2 separate regions of the Gossypium hirsutum genome follow, and region 1 is linked to region 2. The links are chromatin contacts, called in public Hi-C maps. All regions are on one chromosome and are shown on one strand. The core of a region is the stretch at or near the end of the contact, and the rest is flanking DNA. Distances in the headings are between cores, read along the strand shown. Region 1 has its middle 24 kb from the start of LOC107886380. Region 2 holds the start of LOC107933590 (two-component response regulator-like APRR2).

Region 1 (4,894 bases), core at 185-2,684, 55 kb after region 2:
CCTATTTACAACTTTTCTTCTTCATCATCGTTGTCTTCATGTTTTTGAATTTATCATCATAATCGCTAACTTGTTGGTTTATGTACTTATTTTTGATTTGTGATATTCTACAATTTCAAATTTAAGATTTATGATATTTTTTATTTCAAATTTCATCATCTTTTATATTAAAAAATTCATTTTTTATTAGTTTGTAATAACTTCTGATTTTGAAACCATGATTTCATTTATTTAGATAGTAAAAATGTGAATTTAGCTAGGCAAGCCTAACATATAAAGTGGTTTTATTTATATAGTTGTAAAACTAAAGTGGTTTTATATTCTTTCGCACTTTTTTTATATTATTAATTTTTTAATAATCCAACCATTATGTTCCATACTCCATTCACATAGATTATATATTCAAGTTTGACGTAAATTAAAATTTTGTATTTGTTTTATGTAAAATACTTTCAACAATATAAATAATATTTTAGATTGTAATGATAAAGATATTGGATTGATTCAAAAATTTGCATGCATGACAAGTATAAATATCTTGATAAATTCAACGATTGAGTTGTTAAAATATTAATCGTAAAAAGTTACGAAAAAGTGTAAAACCACATTAGTTTTATACCGATGTAAGTGGATCCCTCCCAAGCATGTTATATATATGCTATCATAGTATATAATTTATGCTTTATATGGTTAATTGAAATAAGAAAAGAGTTAATTGCACGTGACATCCCCAAACTATAATTTTCATTCTAAACCTGTTCCAAACTTCAAAATGTTCTAATTACATCCCCAAATTATGATTCTCATTCTAAACTGGCCCCCAAGCTTCAAAATATTCTAATTACAACTTCAAGCTATCAATGTTATATCAATTAGACCATTTTATTATTATAACCGTTAATCACTAAATGATACATCAAATCTTATGTGGCATAATTTAAAATGACAATATTAAAGAAGAGTAAAACTTTACCTCATAACCTTTAAAAGTTAAAACTAAAAATAAGTAAAACCGAAAAAAGAGATAGCGAACAATAAAACTTTTGTAAAAGTTTCGAAAATCTCAAAACCGAGATATTTACAACATCCATTTTTATTACAATGTTAGTTTTTCTTTTTAAACTATGCCACGGTTACATTAATGGAAGGACCTTACTGATACAATCTTGATAGTTTAGGGATATAAATAGAATATTTTATAGGTTGAGGACCAATTTAAAATGAATGTTATAATTTGAGGATGTAAGATAAAATTTAGATGATATGTTGTTTGATTAATGGTGAATAAAAGTATACTTTTTGTTTTTTTTCAAAAAGAAAATAATAATGGGTTTAAGAAAAAATCAAGTGATTAAGTAGGTGTAAGTTGGGCCACAGTGCTTTCAACCAATTTGTTGGAAGAGTCATAATTGAAAGTCACCATGCCTTAAATGCCTCACACTTTGACCACCATATTCACATTATTCTTTCTCAATGCCTTCAAATTCTATCTATATCCATTGGAGCCACATCTGTTCCAACCTCGACTTTACATTCATTTCCGTCTACATTAATTCATTTTAAGATCTTTAACAGGTTAAAGCATCACCACAACTTTTGAACCTTCACCATTACATAATATGGTTGATTTAACATTTAAATGCTTTTCTCTAAAAAAAATATATATTTAATTTTTGATTGTCTTAATTTCTATGGAACAATAGATTCATTTAACACGAATTCAAATAGTGTGACTCTCATACTCTTAATATTGTATTTAATTTCCTATTCATAACTTTATAAAATAAAATAATTTCCCTATTCACTAAATTAAGTTTGAATTGTTTTTTTTTCTTTTTTGGATATTACTATCGTATTCAATTGATGCATTAAAATATAAACTTAATTTAAGATTGCTATAAAAAGAACCATGGAAGGTTTTATGATAAGAGTCAAATTATTTTTTGCCCTCTCTATAGGGGCGAAGTTAGAGGAATTAAGTTGTATATATTTATGAGAGTTAAAATATAATTTCACAATTTCATTAACTTATATATTTGTAATTTTTAAAGGATTAAATTAAAATTTTATCATGTTGGGGAAAAAGTGTAATTTTACTTTTTACTTGATTAAGAACTTGTAAAAACTTAAAAGGCCGATAGAGAACTTTTACATTTTAGGCGGGGTTGGGGCTCCTGCCAGTCTCCTGGTTTCACCCCTACCCTTCTTAAAAAATGGGGAAGCTAGTCCTTATACATTAGATTAAAGAGCAAATTGGTCTTTTTGTTAAAAATGCATTCATTTCTACTGTTAAAAATTGATTCTTGTATGTTAAAATGAGGTACACATGGCACACCATGCCACGTGTAGTTGTCTACTTATTTTGTTAGTCAAACTAATTTTTAATAGTAAAAATAGATAAAAATTTTATTAGAAAGGATCAAAATGCAATTTAACTCTAATACAAAGCCTCCATGATATTTTAACCTCGGAAATGATTTCATAAAAGAAAATAAAACATTTCTATATATATATATTCTAAAATCTCATTATTTTCTTAGTTTGTGTAAAATGAAAATGATATCTTTAAAATAACATTATAGTCCAAGACAGATATAAAAGGTACAGTCAGATATATTACTAAAAATGTTGAATATGTTGGATGAAAGCAAATTCAAATTCTCAACAATTTTCTTGATGGAAAATTTCAATGGCTAATCGAGAAATTTCGGATTAAATTGACGCAAACTTAGCCTCAATAATTTTCAATCATAAATTATTTTTGAAAAGACACAATATAATAATATATAAAATAGGCCTCTCTTCGCCTTTAATAATAATAATAATAAAAAACAGAGAATGCTTATTATTTTGTACAAATTTTATATAGAAAAATAAATAATATAGATAATGGAAAATAAAAGAGCCCAAACAGCGGTTGCTTTCTGCTAACATTTAATCTTAAGATAGTGGGAAACCCCACAGGATCAAATGGGTAGATCTTTGTCTCCTTCTTTCAGTCTCTTTTCATTATTGTTTTTGAAACTTCAAAATTGGTTCATACCCTTTGTATTCTTTTTGCAATTTTTGGGCCAAACCTAACAATATTTCGTAAATAGTTAATTTTTGCATCAATAATGAGGGTAAATTACACGTAAAAGTCTTATTTTTTAAAAATTTACTGAAACGAGCCCGGTATTTTATTATTTATCAGAATGGGCTATTTTCCCTGAAATCACGTCCACGTCAGCGCGATGTCAGGGGATGTGTCAGCAAATCGCGTCCTCGTAGGCACGATTTGTGTCCATGTAAGCAAATCGCGCTGACGTGGACGGATTTGCTGACACGTCCCCTGACATCGCGCTGATGTGGACGCGATTTCGAAGAAAATGGCCCATTCCAGTAAATATAAAATACCGGGCCCATTTCGATAAATTTTTAAAAAATAGGGCTTTTTTGGTATTTTGTCCCAATAATGACATCTTAATTCATATGCGAAATTTTCATTTCTATTATTTACCGATTATCAACGAAAATAAATATTTTTCTACTGGAATTTATGTGTATCGGTATCGATTTGTTTTAAATTTATCAATATTTTTAAAAAAATTTAAATATATCAAATGAATTAGATTAAATAATTTTGAATATAAAATAGTAATTGATTATATAAAATACTTCTTAATAAACTTCACAAATAAAATTTTATCATTTAATAAATCTAAATTAAACAAGGGAAAAACATCCCACACATTAAACAATAAAATTATCCGCGACATCATTTTTAAAAAACTAAAATAAGATCATCACATACTAAATATATAAAATAAAAGTTTAATAAAAACATACACATAAAATTGTGTTCGTGAAATTTTTACAAATTTTGTCTTTTTTAGTTTATTTGTCATGGAAATTCTTTACTTTTTTATTATTTATTATTTTTACTTTAAATTTCAAAGCTGCTCTTTTACTTTTCTTAAAGTTTAAAGTTTAAATTTGGTTGATAAAAAAATTTAAAAGTTAGTAGAAGAAGAATAATTTATATATTTTTTAATATTATTCATGCACCGTCCAATATGTAATGTTTTTACTAACGTAACCGAAATTGATCGAAATGAGTTAATATAATCGGTACGGAAAAAAATTTACATTGGTGTAGAAAAAAAATAATCATTTTGATTTATTACTAAAATGATACACATTGATCGATATAACAAAAACCAGTGTGGAACTGACCACATTGGCGAAAACACAATCCACATCTTTTTCAAACAAATTAATGTTGAGGAAGAAAAAAAAGAACTAACATCTAATAATCAAAGATTAACTGCAATGAACATTATCCTCTATTAAAACATTTTAATTACTAAAAGCAAAAAAAAAATATGAGGATATAACCTCAAACTTTAAAATAAACAATGGGTGTTTAGTAAACAGAGTTTTAAATATTTTTTAGTTGATTTGGATAAAAATGGAGGATTGGGTAGTCAAACCCTTTAATTGTAATGTTTGGTGAATAAAGGTTTGCAAGAGTTTGTTGAGTTAAAACCTCCAAAATAAAAAAATTACTGGATGGATAACTTTTTTTCATAGCTAATTGAGAATGAGATATGTGGTATAATGTATCTGACAATGTTTGCTGAAAAATTACTCCACTTGTCACATGCTTGCTAAAAAATTACTCCTTTCGCCACATGTATCTATTTCTTGAATATTTATGTACTCTTAATTTATTTTTAATTTACTTGTTTAAAATGATTTCTTATGCAACTTTATATTGATTGAAATATGCTATTAGACAAATTTATTCAGAGTACAACATAATTATCACTAATTTATATATTAAGAACATGACATAATTATCACTAAGAATATAATTTACAATTATATTGATACACTATTAATATTTATCACT
Region 2 (4,495 bases), core at 336-2,835:
TTCGGGTCTACTTGAAACTGCAGAAAGAGCTTCATTTTCATTGCAGAAGGTATATACTGCAAAAAGGCGCAATTATTTTTATCATGCATTCAAAGAGGAAACTATAGGGAGAGAAAAAGAGAAGCAATAGCATAGGATGGAAATAAATGGCATATTAAAGCTACAGGAGATCACTGTGAAGACTGAGGAAGAACTAAAGACTTAAGTAGCATTTACTAAAGGGAACCACAAAAAGCTTAAATGGTGTGATGGAAACAATTGCCTGAGAAGCAGCATTTGTAAACTTTAAAAGAAAACATGAACAAAAGCAAAATGGGTACACAGTACAACAAAGTCTGAAATTACAATCCAAATCCAAACTTCCTGAAAACCCAAAAACTGCGCCAGTCTAAAGCAATGGGGGCAATGGCCAGATGGAGCCAGCATAGTTGAGAGAAGAGAAGAATCATGTGAAGTGAATACGAAAGGGCTAAAGACTTTAGGTAAAAAAAAGAAAGAAGAAAACTAAAAATGGTGGAATTCTAACCAATATAATCCATAGCTTCAAGCTTTGATTTTATCTCTGCAGCAGAATTGGTGTCTTCATCAAGAAGAAGGACCCTGAGACCCTTTGGGAAATCCTTCCACGCTGATAAATCATTTCTAGTGCAAACCATAGCTGGTTTGGCATCCTTTCTCAGCCAGCCGATAAGTCTTACGAATTGCTGCTTATCAACATCCGGTTACTTCTGCATGACCACAAGAAATTTCCCATTAAAAAAGACAAGTTACAACTTGACTAATAATCAAAACTGGTTTTTTACCAAACAAAATTAAGCAAAAAAAAAACCAGTTTTTTTGCGAATGAAAACGTATTGGAGAGACCCCATTGCAGATGCGAAGTTCTTTAACCAATTATTGCAAATACTTCAAAGACTCAAGTATCACCGATCTCTGAAAATTTACTCATAAAAGGCTGTATTGAACAGAAATGCCTTAGTTAAAGTTCTTATGCATGCAGCATGAAGTATTTTGAGCATTTACCAAGAAAAAGAAAAACTTTTTGTATCGGTGATGAATAATTAATGGAATTATAGCAGAAACGAAAGAGAAATATCCAGTTTGGGTATATCAGAACAACCCATTCGAGATCTCCCAAAACTGGATAAAAAATTAGCCAAAATTTGGAAGAAAAAAAATAAAAGAAAGATAAAGGAAACAGGTTGAATGGAGAAGCATGTGAAACATTTCAAAGTACCAAAATGATAGATTAAAAAATTAAAAAAAAAAAAAAGAAAGAAAAGCTAAAAGGCCATCTCATGCATGCAAAACGTCAAAGTCGCCAAAATTTTTTTGCAAAAATGAGAAAGACCCACCTTCTTTTCCCCCTCCCTATTATCCAAGGAAACGAAGTTGCATGCAGAAAAAAAGATGATCAGTGATTCATCACAAAAAGAGAGGGAAGAGAAAAAACCCAGAAAGAAGGTACAGAGAAGAGACTATATAGTATATAGGTAGTTTAGGGGATATAACAAGGATTAGGAAGATAGATGGCTCTCAAAGCCTTTGATACTTCTACTTACAAATTCCTTTTGGCTGCACTTTGTAAAAATGTTTTTAAGACAGAATAGTTGATTTTTTCCTTTATTATTATTATTATTATTATTATTATTGAGAAGTTGCTATGTGAGAGGGAGAGAGGTCTGTCTCTTTCTGTACAGTAGCTATCAATTGTATATCTACGTTTTGTTATTATATTGTATTTCATATAATTTTTTTAAAAAAAACATTTAATATAAATTTAAAAGTATTTATATAATATAATATAATATAATATAATATAATGTTGTCACAGATTTAAATTATATTACTTCATTTCTATCTCTATTATTGTACAAAAAAATTTTAAATTTTATTATTTAATATTAAATAAATTATTGATTAAGTCTTAATTTATTTAGTATCGACCTTGATGCAAGTTTAAAAAGATATGAATTTAAACGTGTTTTACCCTCTTATTTAATTATTAGAGATGGATTATAAATAAATTTAAGCATTTTATTAATAAATATATATTAAATACCTTCTTAACTTTTGTAATCAAATGAGTCTTTATAATTCAACAAATTAATCTTCCACATTTATAAAATCTATCAATTTAATCCTCAACACATCATATCATAAAAAATTAGAATTATGAACGCATTAAAAAAAAAAGTAGGTATAATAAACTCGAATGAAATTATATAAACCCTTCAATATTAAATTCATATCGTGTTAGAAAGCAATCAATCCACAAAGACTTAATGAATAAGCTTCTTCTTCTTGGTAAGGAATAAGTTCTATCCAAGTGAGGGATGGTCATGGTTCTTCTCCCATCATTTTCATATTGGAATTTGATTTCAGATGAGCTCTGTTGATGAAGGGTCCTGGAAAGCATTGCTCCTGCGCATCATTTTCTGATTCCATCAATTGGAAAGAGGGATTTGGTTCAATCCATTAGTCATTTGTGGATACATATTCATTTCAGTTTATTATAGCTAATGAGATATCTGAAGCGGAGAATAGACAGTATTGAGTCTATTTGACGTGTTTATAATTTCATGGTTTCTAATGAAAATATACGGAGGATCAAATTGATAAAATTTGTAATTATGAAAGGTTAAATTTATTGAATTATTTAGAATTGATAGATTGTGAAAGTGTTTATGACTAAATCTGCAATTATATCGATCATAATATTAGTGATGAAATTGAAAGTTTTTGTAGTTTAATAACCAAATCAAAAATATACTAATAATTTGGTGACTAATTGTGCAAATTACCCTTTAATTTGTAAATGATTTCACACGGCACTAGAACCTTTATGGAGAATCCCCTTTACTTCCAAAGCCGAAGGCTCCATATTTAATTTTCTTTTTCACTTTTTTTTCTTTTCATTTTTAAAATATTTTCTTTTACATAAATTTGGATTTCGCATACTTTTTTTAATATATATTTTCTGCATAATTTTTTCATCTAACTTATATCTATTTTTTATTTGTTGAAAAATATGAATTTGGCCTTTTAAGTGCTAAATAAGTGCCCACTTTACTAGTACTAGAGTTGTTTAATGACAGTTTACATATTTGAGTATTGACAACTTATTGAACGATTTGAATGAGTTGTGTTGATTGTTTGGAGTATATTTGGCTTATAAATGAAGGTCATTTTACTTGAGAGACTCATATTGACGATTGGATCGAACTAAAACACTCTAGTCAATCCCTAACAACATGGACATTTGGATTTGATCGAAACTCTATATGATTAGCTACTAAGAGTCCACGTTTGATTTATTATTTATTGTTATATTGTAATCAGTTTATTGTATTACTATTTTAATGGGATTGTTATAGACCTTCTATGTTAACAAGTCTCGAACATAAATTTATTTAAGGCAAAGACTTGTATAAGTTTTTGTACCGATAGTTTTTAACACTTATTCTATTCAAGGTAAGAAACATTTCTTTTGAGTGTAAATTGTTAGTAAAATCATTTGTGTTAAGGTTTTACTTGTTAAGTTCATAAGGGTGAACTTAGTGGTGAGTGTATCTGTCTTCAGGGTTCGAAAATGAGGAGAATCATCACGAGGTGTGTGAGAGTTTAGGATCACTTGTTGTAGTTGTTGAAGATAATTGACATTTTTCACTGAGTTAGGCTCCGCAGACGTAGAGAAATCGAATTGCGTAAACAATTCATGTGTGTTCTTTATGTTTCTTGTTTCCAGTTTTGGTGCCAGAGAAGTGCTCACTTCCCTGTCACTCCTTCCAAGCACTTTGATTATTTTACAAGCAATAGTTCAATAATTTCATTATTACAAGGTGCCCGATATATAAAGTTACAAGTTCTTAATAAGCAACATATCTAGGTTATATATCTTAGCATAAAATCTTTCAATGAAAAACCATAAAATCAATTGAGCCATAATAAAAAATGTGCATCCAATTAAGCCCACAATGACTCAAAAAAAAATCAATTAGCCCCACCATTAATGAAAACCGTCAATTGATCAGTTTGACTGATAGTCGCCTTGATGTGGCCGATGAAAGCCACTAGAAGTTGCCACGTCGCAACATGATGATATGGCGTGTTATATGAACAAAAAGTAAATAAAAAGTTTATTTAAAAATGTGCATATAGAATCAATCTAGACAATTATTTATCCATATTCATTTTGGATGAGCGGAAAATTTTAAATTATAAAAAATTAATAATTACTAAAAAATCATAAATATATACAATTTCAAAAATGTACACTATATAATTACTTTTAATTTAATTTTATATAGTCAATAATTATATTTATTTTTATGTAAAAACTAATAAATTTATGTTAAGATAAAATTACAAAAATTGGAATATTATAACAAAAAAATTTAGGTTAAAGCATTAAAAATATAAAAAATAGGATTAGAAAATATCGGAATATGGACAAAAGATTTTATAATTATAAAAATTCAAATGATTTTTAAAA

The links. Hi-C and Micro-C count contacts between places; a contact is called where the count stands out from the background.
Region 1: a Hi-C map of leaf shows a contact between it and region 2, with 2.9 times the contacts expected there. The contact joins the enhancer-like site here to the promoter of LOC107933590 in region 2. A contact is called at or near these places in 17 of 34 Hi-C or Micro-C datasets (anther, cotyledon, fibers and 4 more).

What each region holds. Positions count from the first base shown.
Region 1 is chrD08:56,820,592-56,825,485 of Gossypium_hirsutum_v2.1, forward strand. No RefSeq gene overlaps it. Among protein-coding and RNA genes, the nearest start is that of LOC107886380, 24 kb to the right of the region's middle. Within about 2 kb of position 1,435, at least 3 of the 9 cell types and tissues checked have an H3K27ac peak or open chromatin away from gene starts, as enhancers often do. A contact at or near this core is called in cotyledon, fibers and leaf, where this site is marked.
Region 2 is chrD08:56,765,876-56,770,370 of Gossypium_hirsutum_v2.1, forward strand. It overlaps LOC107933590 (two-component response regulator-like APRR2), which reads right to left and starts at 1,586. Exons shown (of 12, transcript XM_041098533.1): 1 at 1,356-1,586; 2 at 527-728; 3 at 1-56. The coding sequence starts at 656.